Regions from separate parts of the Bombyx mori genome. Here region 1 is linked to region 2. The links are chromatin contacts, called in public Hi-C maps. All regions are on one chromosome and are shown on one strand. Each heading gives the region's core, a stretch centred on a gene start, on an enhancer-like site or on the middle of the called end of the contact. The rest is flanking DNA. Distances are from core to core; before and after follow the strand shown.

The links. Hi-C and Micro-C count contacts between places; a contact is called where the count stands out from the background.
Region 1: a Hi-C map of whole pupa shows a contact between it and region 2, with 2.0 times the contacts expected there. The contact joins the promoter of LOC101746018 here to the promoter of E(spl)mbeta in region 2. A contact is called at or near these places in 2 of 7 Hi-C or Micro-C datasets (posterior silk gland and whole pupa).

Annotation. Positions count from the first base shown.
Region 1 is chr3:10,470,095-10,476,866 of ASM3026992v2, reverse strand. LOC101746018 (protein split ends) reads right to left here and starts at 4,646. Exons shown (of 8, transcript XM_012695226.4): 1 at 4,414-4,646.
Region 2 is chr3:10,069,157-10,075,672 of ASM3026992v2, reverse strand. It overlaps E(spl)mbeta (enhancer of split mbeta), which reads left to right and starts at 2,244. Exons shown (of 1, transcript NM_001170995.1): 1 at 2,244-3,268. The coding sequence starts at 2,285. The coding sequence ends at 2,890. All of the region lies in intron 1 of LOC100302603 (enhancer of split mbeta-2), which reads right to left.

The sequences.
Region 1 (6,772 bases), core at 3,397-5,896, 400 kb before region 2:
AAACTGAATTGCTTTATACTTAATAGGTCAGTTATAATTTAGAGGTTAAATAATGAGTTTTTTCAACTTTAGAAACTACGATTAACGTATTTCTGTACGTAAGCATTTTTAGTACGCACGCAAATATTGTACGTTGCGGAGATTTTGAAATCATTTTCCATATGTCAATTTTAGCTAATAATAAAACAATTTATCGGATAACCAGCACTAATGAAGGTCAAGTAGTGAATCAATTTGAAGATTACGCGTAGTCCAATATTAATCCTTGCTTCTTCGTGACTAAGTCGCAAGTTCAAGGTTGATCTTGACAGAATTATACCAAAGATCCCTTGGCATAATGTTAGGTTCACATGCCTTTCAGAATACTGAAAATGTATAATTTTGAACCTGTGAGGCTTTTGTGAATGAATACGGTATAGTAAGAGGTAGTATAAACTACTCTGGACAAATAACTAGTTTTTTTATTTGTGTATATTGAACAGAAATTTAGCTATGGAAAGCTACAAATTAGAGATTGCATTCTTTGAGTTTGAGTTTTATGCGAATACATATTTTATTCGGTAGAATTCAAAATTATCAACGTTGAGTATGTCTGTGTGCTTAGTGCGAGTTTTTTAACGTTCTCGATAGCGTAAAAGTTAACTCAAAGTATGCAGTAGGAACAGCGTCTCTAGCGGCAAACGTAGGCAAACGTTTAAACTTCATACAAATTTCAGTTAACTTTCACGCTATCGAGAACGTTAAAAAACTCACACTAAACACACTGAGATAGGTAGGCAGCGGCTTAACTATGCATGCCCCTTAGCATTACAGATCTTCGTGACCGAACATCAGATAGAACGTATGCTCGTCAGGTAATAAAATAAAGCTGGCTATGTCAATTTAAAAAAAAAAAACATCTAATTTCGTTTTTCAGTTTAAATGGAAGCTAATTTATGATAAACTAGATTCTATACCTATTGTAATTTCATCTGTGTTAAATTGACATATTTGCCAAAGGATATTAATTAAAGTAAAATTTTAAATTCTGCGTGCTTAGATTTTTGTCGAACAATGCTATTTTTCTTTTTGGAAATTGTTAGTCAACGACAGAATACGAAAGTTTCAGCTATTTGATAAGCCATGAAGTACCTATATATAAGATTGTTTGTTTAAAATATATTTAACGTGCATTCGACATTTTAAATATCACGGTTATTGTTTAAGAGGTATTTTTTGGATGTGAGAACATAGACTCACGGTTCATCCGGTAAAGAGGTTCCCATATAAATCACAAAGTTAATACTGTCACCCAACCTGTAACATACGACTAATGTCTCAATGTCTCGGTTCAGACGACACTTTCAAATGAGCAGGTTCACGTCCTTACGGATCCATCAGATCCTATAACTCCTGCATTAGATACCTTCAGCTCTAACACTAGGAGCAGGCTTAGGGATCCCGTACTCGTACTCGTCAAACTCGGCAAAGAGTTCGACGTGCAATCTAACCCATGCATCAGCTCGCTGAGTTTCTCGCCGGATCTTCTCAGCAGGTCGCGATTCCGATTCAGTAGTAGATTCATTCGCAAAGCAGCTACTCTTGAGTTGTTAGGTCTTCTTCGCAGGCGCTCGGGCAGCTGTTAGCAAATCCCACCCCTCTTGGCTGGCCTTTGCTCGCCCGCCTGTCCTGGTGAAAGTGGAAAGACCTTCGGGCCACCAGTAATACTTCAAACATAAAAAAAAAGAGCAGGTTATTGTTGTGTGTGTGTAGCCAAAATTCTACGCCACTCACGCTATTATTCGTCAAAAAATACAAATATAATAATAATTCTTTAATATTTTAATCCGGTACCTTAACACGATGGAAACAGACAAATCATTCACGGCTTCACGATCAAAGACAAAAGGAACAGAGCAGCAAAACACAGCGGCTGTCGGTCGGTACATTAATCATGTTGTACCCAAAATCGGCGACCTTTCGAGATACTTAAATGGAATAAGCAGCTTAAATACATTATGTTTACGCACCACTTACAATAATACTATTGTATTCCATAATTAAAATTACTTTTACGCCTTAATCTCGCGTTTTTTAAATGTCATTATTTTACAGGTGGTAGGACCTCTAGTGAGTCCGCGCGGGTAGGTACTCCACCGAAGCAGTGAAGCAGTAATGCAGTAATGCGTTTCGGTTTGAAGGGTGGGGCAGCCGTTGTAACTATACTGACATCTTAGAACTTATATCTCAAGGTGGGTGGCGTTGTAGATGACTATGGGCCCAAGTAACCACTTAACACCAGGTCGGCTGTGAGCTCGTCCACCCACCTTAAGCAATAAAAAAAAATCGAAGCTTTCCTATACGACAATCGTCCTTTTTTATGTTTGAGGGATTACTGGTGGCCCGGAGGCCTTTCCAGTTTCACCAGGACAGCTGGGTGAGCAAGGGCTCAGCCAGGAGGGGTGGGATTTGCTAAGAGCTACCCGAGTACCTCCAAAGGAGATCTAACAACTCAAGAGCAATTGCTTCACGAATGAATCTAGTATCGGACTCGCGTACCACTGAGAAGATCCGGCGAGAAGCTCAGCGGGCTGAGGTTTAGGTTAGGTTGCACGTCGATCTCTTTGCCGAGTTCGTGTTTGTGAGTTCGGCGGAATGTCATCGATGCACCCAGGGTCTCCCAGGTACCTACTTGACCTTCCTTGGCCCAGGACCACTCTCGTCCGTGAACCACAACAATGTATGTAGTAAAGGTCCTGTTACACGGTAAATACGTTCTCACAAAATCTCAAAACAACTGTGTTATAAGAGAATAGAAGCCAGTACAAAAAGGAGAGTAATTTTTCTGAATAAAACATCTCAACTATGCCCGTATGTATTTTTTATCTATTATAAATAAAAAATAAACAGTAAAATTTCTAAATAATTTTAAACAAATATCGTGTTGTAGAAGGACCGTGTTATATGAGGGTTTTGGGGAAATTTTCTTTTCACGTTAGAGTGAAACCGTGTTTTATACCGGGTTAAACCGGATTACGACCGACAATAAAATAAATCGACAAAACGTAGTTTTAATTTAGTGTATCGCGAAAACTGAAAAAAATGCTAATATTGTATTATATTACAGACAAGTCTGTGTTGTAATTTAGATGTTCAGATAAAACTTTTCATTTACGACGTCAAGGTAAAATCATTTATGTTATACTTGAATACGTATTCAAATTATCACAGATGGCAAGTCGTTAGTTAAGTGGGCAGTGTATGACTTACCCTGCACGTCCAACTACGCTTCTTGGAAAAGAATACCTTGTGAAATAACGGGCTGCGGGTAGGTATAATGACTCAGCATGACTGTATTTTTATTTCGAATTAACCTGTTTAATATACGACTTCTGTATTGAATATGAAGTGTACTGATTGTTTCGTATAAAATATAAAAAGTTAAAAAAAAAAAAATATTCTTATTATTTTAATAAGAATATTACATAACTCGGAAACGGTTACATTAGTACGCTGCTATATAAGGTAGTTTCTTTTCTGTATTAATATATAAAAAAAACACAATGATCGTACAATCCCATTTCCTTAGGCCACGAGGTCAGAGAAAGTTACATGATCCAGATATTACATATACCTGTCTACTGCCTTTTCTGATTACGATCACGAGAAACAAGTTGTATGGATTTATTAAATAACTTTATGATTTAATAAGCATTCCGATTTCAAAATGTTTTTGTAACTATAAAATTATTATGGTTGTCGTATTTATTAATTGGAAAACTCCTTTGCTTCAAAGATATTTAAAGACAGATTTAAATTTACGTTCGAAATCCTTCATAGCACAATATTTGTTTTGCAGATATCTTTATTACAACAGTTACGTAACTCGTGTTGATAAATTAAATTTACAAAAGTGCCGAGATATCCTTTTTTTCTAACGCTAGGGAAAATCCATTTATGGACATCCGGTCGAGAGGCATAATAGAGCGGGTTATGTCGAACTCCAGCAAAGTAATGCGTGGCGAATCTCGATTTTATTTATATTTAAAAAGGCGGAGACGAAATACCTAAGTACCAATTCTTGTTTCTTGCCAACCGTTTTTTTTTCATAGTGTTACCAACGTAAATAATTCTTCAAATCGCGAGTATTCTATTTTTTCAAAACCAGAACAAAGGAGAAAGTGGTACATAAAATGAATCTACTTAGGTCTTGAGGTGTCAATTAATTGTGGTCGAATTTCGATCATAGTGCGCGTCCTTACGTCAAATGGGCAAACTTGATGGTCAATAATGATGACTGAACTCAGGTAGCATTTGAGTAGGCAATTTTCTGAATGATTTTGTTGCATGCACGCATTCAATTTGCGACACGTATATTCAGACCGGCATTGTCCAAGGGCGACATTCGACCTTAAACCGGCAATTGCAACTTACCTAATCAAAACAACGGTATCGTCACACGTTGACCACGTTTTTCTTTAGGAAGACTAGAAAGACGGTTGTGTGTTGTCTCTCGCTCAGTTGGCGGGATACGGATAAGATCCTTACAGCGGGACGCACATTGGGAGTTAGTTTTATTGATGTATGCTCTATAACATAGTGTCTGGCGGGATTCGCGAACAGTCGGCGGGCGAGCGCGCTAGCCGGCGCGCCGCCTCACTTTGACTGAAGCTTACTTGTCTTGTGTTCTTGCGCAGGCGTATTAAAGTACGGAATCGGCTGAAATTCACCCCTGTGCCGTTATAATAAACGTTTGAACTGAACTAGTTTGATCGCTCAATAGCGAGACTTATTCTCAATTCTTTACGGTTCGTTTCAGGTAAACACTTTAAGACGCTTGTGATCTTGAAGCAGACACGATAGCGCGTGCCGCACTGCACACGGTCGTAATTAAATATGTGTTTGACAATAGAAGCTACGGAGGCTGTATTCTGGTGATGTCAATTGCTATAGTCTGATGAAAGTGTTCGCCAGGAAATTGTTTGTCGTGTTGTAATCGAGCCGCTAAGCGATCGCAATTTGCTTCGAGCTCGGATTTATTAGGGTTTAATAATGGAGCGACTCACAATTATTATTCTGACTAAAGTCACGGCTAATACTTGATCTCCTCTTATTCTAGTAGATAATGAACGTGTAAACGCCTTTTCTAAGATCTAAGTTAGTCTGGGGTAACATAATTAAAGAGTCAATAATGTAGGCAATTTTTACTAGTGGTAGGACCTCTTCTGAGTCCGCACGTGTAGGTACCACCCTGCCTATTTCTGCCGTGAAGCAGTAATGCGTTTCGGTTTGAAGGGTGCGGCAGCCGTTGTAACTATACTTGACACCTTAGAACTTATATCTCAAGTGACGGCATTTGCATTGTAAATTAATGTAAATGTTTATGGATTCCGGTATCCACTTAACACCAGGTGGGCTGTGAGCTAAAAGGCGTGAATTAGTTAGAGAGCTTCGAAAAAAATAATGATAGGCTTTGTGTTGTTGTATCGACGACCCATCTGGTAGGAGCTGTTGATAGATGAATGAATGTGTTCACGACCCTCCAAGTGCTGGCGGCTTAAAGAGCCATAGATCAGCCATAGAGCCATAGAGCCATCGTGAATGCTGTTACCCACTGTGGGTATGAGCTCGAAGGCTTAATCGTATTGCAAAACAGCAGTCTCGCTCGGCCGGCTAAGGTACCCATGGCTTAAAAAATCCTGTTTTGGCCTACCTTTTTTATTTTTTTTATTGCAGCTCTCTTACAGCAGCTCTATTCTAAGGTCTCGAAGGTCTATTCTAGCTTCACCCTGAAGTTCCTTATGCCTTATATACATGCTTTAGCAAGAGTAGTGTTTCGTTAAATCTACTACTGGATCATATACCTACATGCCTTAGCAAGAGTAGTGTTTCGTTAAATCTACTACTGGATCCATTGATACATCAATGACTGGATCGGAATTCCGACCCACTCAGAAGATCCGGCGAGAAACTCAATGAGCTGTCTTTTTTTTCCTACATATGCTGATGGTCTTCAGAGACCATATTAGCGTAACCAGTCGAGTAAGTGAGCTCACGGGGCTCAAACCTGACGTTGTTGCTAACACGAACCCTAGCAAGAGCCGTGCTTCGCAGAATCTACCACTGGATCGGAAACGCGACCCACTGAGAAGATCCGGCGAGAAGCTCAGTGGGCTGTGTCTGTGGGTTAATTTACTCGCCGAGCCCTTCGTCGTAAGCGACGCGTTCGGCGAGAACGGTGATCGGTGCTTGAGGTACCTAAAAGCACCGTTAGTGGATCGGGAGGATCCGAAATGACGTGTGGCTGTGTCTATGGGTTAGCGAGCGTGGTAGACTAGAGTCTACCCGTGATAATGCCGTTTGTATACTCTAGCCAATAGTGTCTATAATTAGAGTAATTAGTTAATGTAGGTACCTATAGAATTGCAGTATTGTCTATGACAATAGACATTAGGTGTGGGTCTTTTATTATTGGTTATTATAAGTTGTTTTTGGTTACTTGCGTGAGGTCCGCAGCTATGTGTATGCTGCTATGTACTTCTACCAGCTATATCACGAATCTAGCACTGGTTCTGCTCTTCAGAGCAGAAAAATCTAAATTGGATAGATGATGGTACCTACTCATGCGGGCTTACAATACGTCATATTGCCCGTATCAGTCTACGTTTAACAATGGCTTTTTTAGGCAGTGGCTTAGCTCTTCATGAACTGAACTGAACTTGGCATTGCTGACGTCCATGGGCGACGGTGAACACTCACTATCTGGTGGCCGTATGATCGTCTGCCTACAAGG
Region 2 (6,516 bases), core at 995-3,494:
ACAGGAGAGTGTTTTAAAGATTTAACATGTGATATTTTTAATATTAATCATCTTTGCAATATTTATTTTTTATCTTTTACCAGTTACATTATCTGTCTTTTAAAGTAAGATAAAATGATGTATAAATTATGTTAATAGTAGTCAAAATATAGGTAAACTAAAAAAAAAAAACTAAAACTAAACTACTCTCTTTTCTATAGTATTTGAGTCGACTATTATCAAAGCCGGCAATCTGACTTTTGGACAATGATTGGTAAATCAGAAAAACGAATTATTGACTTTGTATTCCATTGGCAGTCACAAAACTCTTCGGAACGACATCTTAGATAAATAACAGGTTAACTATTAACCTTTATTTAATGCAGGTTTTGAACCGTATTCTTTGAAGGAGACGATTATATTCAAATCAATCTGTATTGACATATCAATTTTTTTTTTGTCCAAGTGCACAGATTGCCACCTTTGATAATAGACGACTCATTTATGAGAAAAATACTGGTGATACTAAATGATTCCGCATATTAACTCAATTTCGAATATTTTTGAAAATTGTAGGTACACTTTTAATGCGTAAAGACGATACATCAAAAGATTTCATTAAAAAAGCCAACAAATATACGCAATACATTGTCATAATAATATTATTATCGTAAGCTGGTTGACCTCGGTCTGAGAACGACCTATTTCTGCGTGCTAACAGGTTCCAGAGTAGGGCATAAGAAATTCATTCAATACTTTTTATATACCGACACTCGACAGAAGTTCTACGCCGGCCCGTGTGTGCGTTTGATTCACACAAGCAGAGTCTACCAAAAAAAAACATCTAATACCTAAACACCGTTGAAAGTTTACCGAATCATTTTCGTTATATTGATTTATTCAAAATAATTTATTTGAATTAAAAAAAGAACGAAAATAGAGCTATCTCGGTTTATGGCTTCCGGCTCCATCAGCAGACCATGCCACCGAAGTGAGTAGGTACCTACTTGTTAAGAGAATTTCAATGAAATACGATGGAGCGCATTTCTGGCTTAACACATAATTATACAAGTTTAATTTTTTTCAGACTTTTACATAAAGCGGTAAAGTAATATGTGCTCTAATAAACATTATATCAAAATGACATACAGCTAACAAATATTTGTTTGCCAACATTTTTGTCAAATCCATAAATATATATGTTTCATAAGTATAAATATTTTATAACCATGCTAAAATTTGATCATTGGTTTCTGGATCGACAAATGACGTTGTACGACATGACTAATGTGGTCACTTTGGTGGTCATATGCAAATAATAAAATGGAACGTTCGCGACTAAGCCAAACATAACTGATTTATTGAATACAATATAAGCTCAATCAGAAGGCCGTTGCAAAACTATTTGAACTATAAGTCATTAAGCAACGGCTCATTTAAGGCGCTGCGGCTGTTGTTGCCTGTCAATAATTATTACGGAGAGTAATCCGTGATTGATGAACGCCAACAGTAGCCAGATCGAAGTTTAATTGACGCGGGCCCATTGTAAAGCAGCTCTCTCTAAAGCCGACCGATCGATAATATTATGTTGCGACAGTACACAAATCCCCAGTATTAATTAGATATAACTTTAATTAAATGCACGCGTGATGTAATGAAACTTAACTCGATGGAGAAATGGTTGATTGATAAACGCATGTGGAACGATAAAATAAGTGGGCACTTACTTTCGACATAATTAGGAGTCGTTTCCCTTGGCCTTGCTTACAGACTGTGAAGTTATAAATTTATAAATTAAATTAATCGGTGATAAATTAATGGCGATTTAAAAACTGCTAAAGGCTACTAATATGTTTAACGAAGAATAGGAAATAAATTTCGAAAATGATAAACGAACACCGTTGTTAATAAAACCAGTTTTTCGTCAACAAAAGTACAGTAAGTACATCATTGCTTAAACAGCCACAGTTCTGTTTGAGGTCTAGACGTGGCTGGAATGATCTGAGCTACACTTAGATGACCGGTAGCAAGCGAATCTGTACGTCAATTAGGGAGGTGAGGCGTCGCGGCGTGCGCTCGCGGCGGCGATTGTTTACGAGGCGCACGCGCGGCGCGTGTCCCCCCGCGCCCCGGCGGCAGCTGCTCCGCACAGGTGGCGCGTGTGGGAACTCGACGGCTCTCAGCGTTCCCACGATCGTGCGCCCTCCACTCCCTATATAAGCCCCCGCTCGACCGCCATACTGCATTCCGCGTTCTACGCTCTTCGCAAACGTACGCTCTTACTCACGACACACATACATTCAACATGTCATACGAGATCGCGTATTCGGTCGCGGAAGACGGTCCGCAGCCAGTCTCGCGCACTTATCAATATCGCAAAGTGATGAAACCGATGCTTGAGCGCAAGAGGCGCGCTCGCATCAACCGCTGCCTCGACGAACTCAAGGAGCTGATGGTCAGCGCTCTACAATCTGAAGGAGAGAATGTAGCCAAATTGGAAAAAGCTGATATCTTGGAACTGACCGTTCGCCATCTTCACAAGCTGAGACGCCAGCGTCGCTTGTCACTCAACCCTACCGTGGATGTGGATCGCTTCAGAGCTGGATTTACTCACGCCGCCAACGAAGTTTCCCGCTGTCTGGCTTCAATTCCTGGTGTGGACGTGAGGTTGGGCACTCAACTAATGACCCACCTCGGGCACAGACTGAACGAAATGCAGCGAGCAGCCGCTGGCACTGAAACTCCACCAGCAAGCCCTCCCAGCCCTGCTCTCTCGACTGTTTCTTCATCGTCTGGTTACGTGAGCCCATCTCCTCCGGCGTCACCGATGCCTCTACAGACAGCAACTCCATTGGACTGCAGCATGAACACCTCACTGCCCAAAGCATCGGCTGTGTGGCGGCCCTGGTAGACTACGGTGCCGGATGGAGCCGGCGGACCCGGCTCCGCGGTCACATCTGTTCCAGCACCGCTCGGAGTCGCTCGCGCCCTTATGTCCGCCCACCCTTAAGTTTAGTGTTTCATGTGAAAATATAAATTAGATCTCACAGTCAGCGTAGGTTATAAATCTTAGCTCGTAAGTCCAAACTTGAAAGCTTTAATTAAAAATTTAGTATCTAAGTTAATTTGTGATATTAAAAGAGTAATAGGTAGATAATGTATAAGAAATGTTGTATGTTGTATCGAACCATGATAAGTTCGCATTGTTATATTTTATCGTTAAAAGATTTCACATTTATGTGAACAAAATACATAATAATACGTTAATAAAAATATTATCTTTTACCACATTTACTGCATTTCATTAAACTTCGTCCTCGTAACATCCTGCATTCAAATTATCATTAAACCAATATCATTTACTTATTTATATTTCGATTGAAGGTTTTTGTATAGATAGGTATACAAATTAGTATCGTTTTCGGAAATTTTCAATTGCAGAGCTATTGAAATTTAGACAGGACAATCTGTCGGGTCTAAATATAGCAGCAGGTCAACAATCAACTAAACAAACAAATCACGAGTCAAATCTCGCGAGATAAGCCGTGAAAGAGGTTAAGGGCGCCCGCGAACCTCTGACACTGAAGTCGGCGCCGCGCGTGTGAGTAACTTTCCTGTTTACATCTCGGAGCTATTGACTCGCGCTACTTACATGATATAATCTTTCCACAACTAGACGTACAATTTACTTACTTATCGCGCTACATTTGAATTCTGAATCGCGTAGAAAGCCAAACGTGTTTACAACCGGTAGGCATATCTTTAAACATTAACCGCACGTCATGCGTCATCACGGAAATAATTATGCGAGATTCACGAAACCTTCAAGCGAACGATTGTGATAGTTTGACAGTTGCATACTTAGCAACACGTGCTTATAAACACAATTAGCGTTTGCTTGCTGACTAACACATGCTAGCTTAGAGACATTCTAAAAATGAATCACAATATCAGATCTAAAAATCGGATGTCAACGCAAATTTTCAAACATTGTGATTTTTTTTTTCAATTTATGTTTTGTTCTATATACGCAATCATTTTTAGATTTATCTATATTTTTCAATTGCTATTACAAGCAGCATAAGACCTTCGTGATGGTAAATAGTCAACATCGCTCATAAATATCAGCAGAATAAATAAATAAATATTGTTACTAAAATTATATAATATATTTTTCGATTTATGTTACTTAATTGTGAAAAAATGGCTTAACAGATTTGGATAAAATTTGGCCCAATAATAATTTATAGCCTAGATTAAAACATTTTTCGTATACTAAATGACAGATTCCGGGCAATTCTCGGTACCTACCTATATCCAATACCGTCTTTACCATAAGGGCACACGGGGCCCGTGCCCAGGGCCCCCATTCTCAGGGGCCCCCGAAAGACCGACAATTTCTCTCACACGTTTATTCTCAAAACATTTTTGTCGGGCACATTACACTTTTTTCAGAAATCAGTAATCGGAAGGTATTTACAAGGAATAAAAGATTTTGCTCAACAGAAATCCCGAAAAAACCGTTATCGAAATCGTAACCAAAAAACATTAATATCATTAATGACATATTTTATCATACTGTATTTGATTACCTATAATAAATTTTACTTTCCAAAAGGGCCTCAAATTCTTGTGTGCCCAAGGGCCCCATCCTAGTTTAAGACGTCCCTGCCTATATCTACCGTAATAAACATGACAGTGAGTTTTCTTGTTCATAATCTATACATTAAAGAATAGAGTATTTCGTTATTTGTAAATAACAAGTTTAAAGCAGGGCATGTTTATTTTTACAATCTACACCAAAATTATAATCTATAAATAACGTTAAGACCTCAAAATGCGTAAACACATAATTAAGCTTTTTTTTTCTCAAAAAAACATAACAGTACTTCGTTTCTTCCGAGAAATACGGTAGCATTTCACTGGGTCATTGCAACCAAAAAGTAACGCACATTTTTGTTTATCATGCCACGTAAGGGAAATGTAAACTACAATTTGGTATCTCATTAAAAATCTCGCTACATTACTTGCTACAAATCTATCTTTGTATTTGTTTACATTCACGAACAAATAATAGAACATTGTTGGTATGTTACTATTCATGTTGTGGTCATTAAAAGATAATTGTTTGGGTCTTTTTATTATAGTCTACAAAGATGTAAGAACTTTAATTAGTGACGTGGTTCTACTATTCTTCACTCTAATTAATAAGAGATTGTTTGATAAGATTTAAATGCGTCCAAGTTAACCTATAACACTAAGCTTGACTGACCTAGTCTTCTGCGTTAAAAAAATCATATCTATATTTTCAATTCAAAGCTTTTAATTATCACCATCAAGCATACCTGTTGTTTACTTGCTAAATAAAGGATTCAGAGTTCGCACTAAATAGTGTTTATGAAACAAAAAAAAAGAAAATTGACAACACAGACTAATCACATCACTAATTGCATCGCGGGTGTCAACTGTTGATTCACATCTAGTAGCGCCATCTGTTAACGAACGAGGTGAACTATTTAGTCAAAGAAAGCTTTTTGTGTTAAGCGTCACCTAGCGATAACCACTGATACTAAAACAACAGCCAGATCGTTGAAAGGAATAAAAGCTCTTGAAAGCACACCGGTACCTCATCTCTAAAATTTGCGCAGATACAAAAACGTCAATGCCGCTATCAGCTCGTAAATAAATTCAAAGCATTGCTAAATATAAATCAATACAGATATCTGATAATGTTATCGGATTTTAATTATCTAGTAATCGCACAAGGACGTCGGCGATGCGACATCTCGCCATACTGTTATCCACTTCCCGGTGGGGCAGTTAGTAAACGGTAGGTAGTAAAGCAAGTAGAACGAACCACGGGCATAAGTCCAGAGCAACATCTTGTAATGAAACATTTGGTTCCGTGACGCGCATGCGCGACTGAAGAAATCTAGGAGGCCATGACCCCGCCATGACAACAAAAAAGCACTGTACATTTTTACATTAAATAAACATTTTGTTATTTTAATTAGGCCCGCTTTTATTTAAGCGTCCTAAAATCTCCACCTAATCCTATTTTCGTAGCCAACTTTGGCCATTTATATATCTTATCCTTAAGCAAATCTGATATTTGTGTCCCACTGGAAAATCTGTCGTGCGTAATTCTGCTACGATAAAATCATGCTAAGTCATGTTAAGTGGCCACCGGAGTGCATGGACGTGAACAATGCAAACGCCACTACCCAGCTCTTTTTTTCCTACCTATGCCTTGAGAGGCTATTTCAGCTTCTCCTTGACGTGTAGGTGAGCTCACGGGGCGCAAACCGGGAGTGTAGCTAATACTGGCCCTAGCAAGAGCAGTGCTTCGCAGAATCTACCACCGGATCGGAAACGCGACCCACTGAGAAGATCCGGCGAGAAACTCAGAGGGCAAGCCAACTCGAGCCGCGAGTTGTTGATGCCTATGAGCTTCGGCTACTAAACACTAGATGAGCAGGTTCACATCGACTGTGCAATAAAATGAAGAATAGCACGTCACAGCACTAAGGAAACATC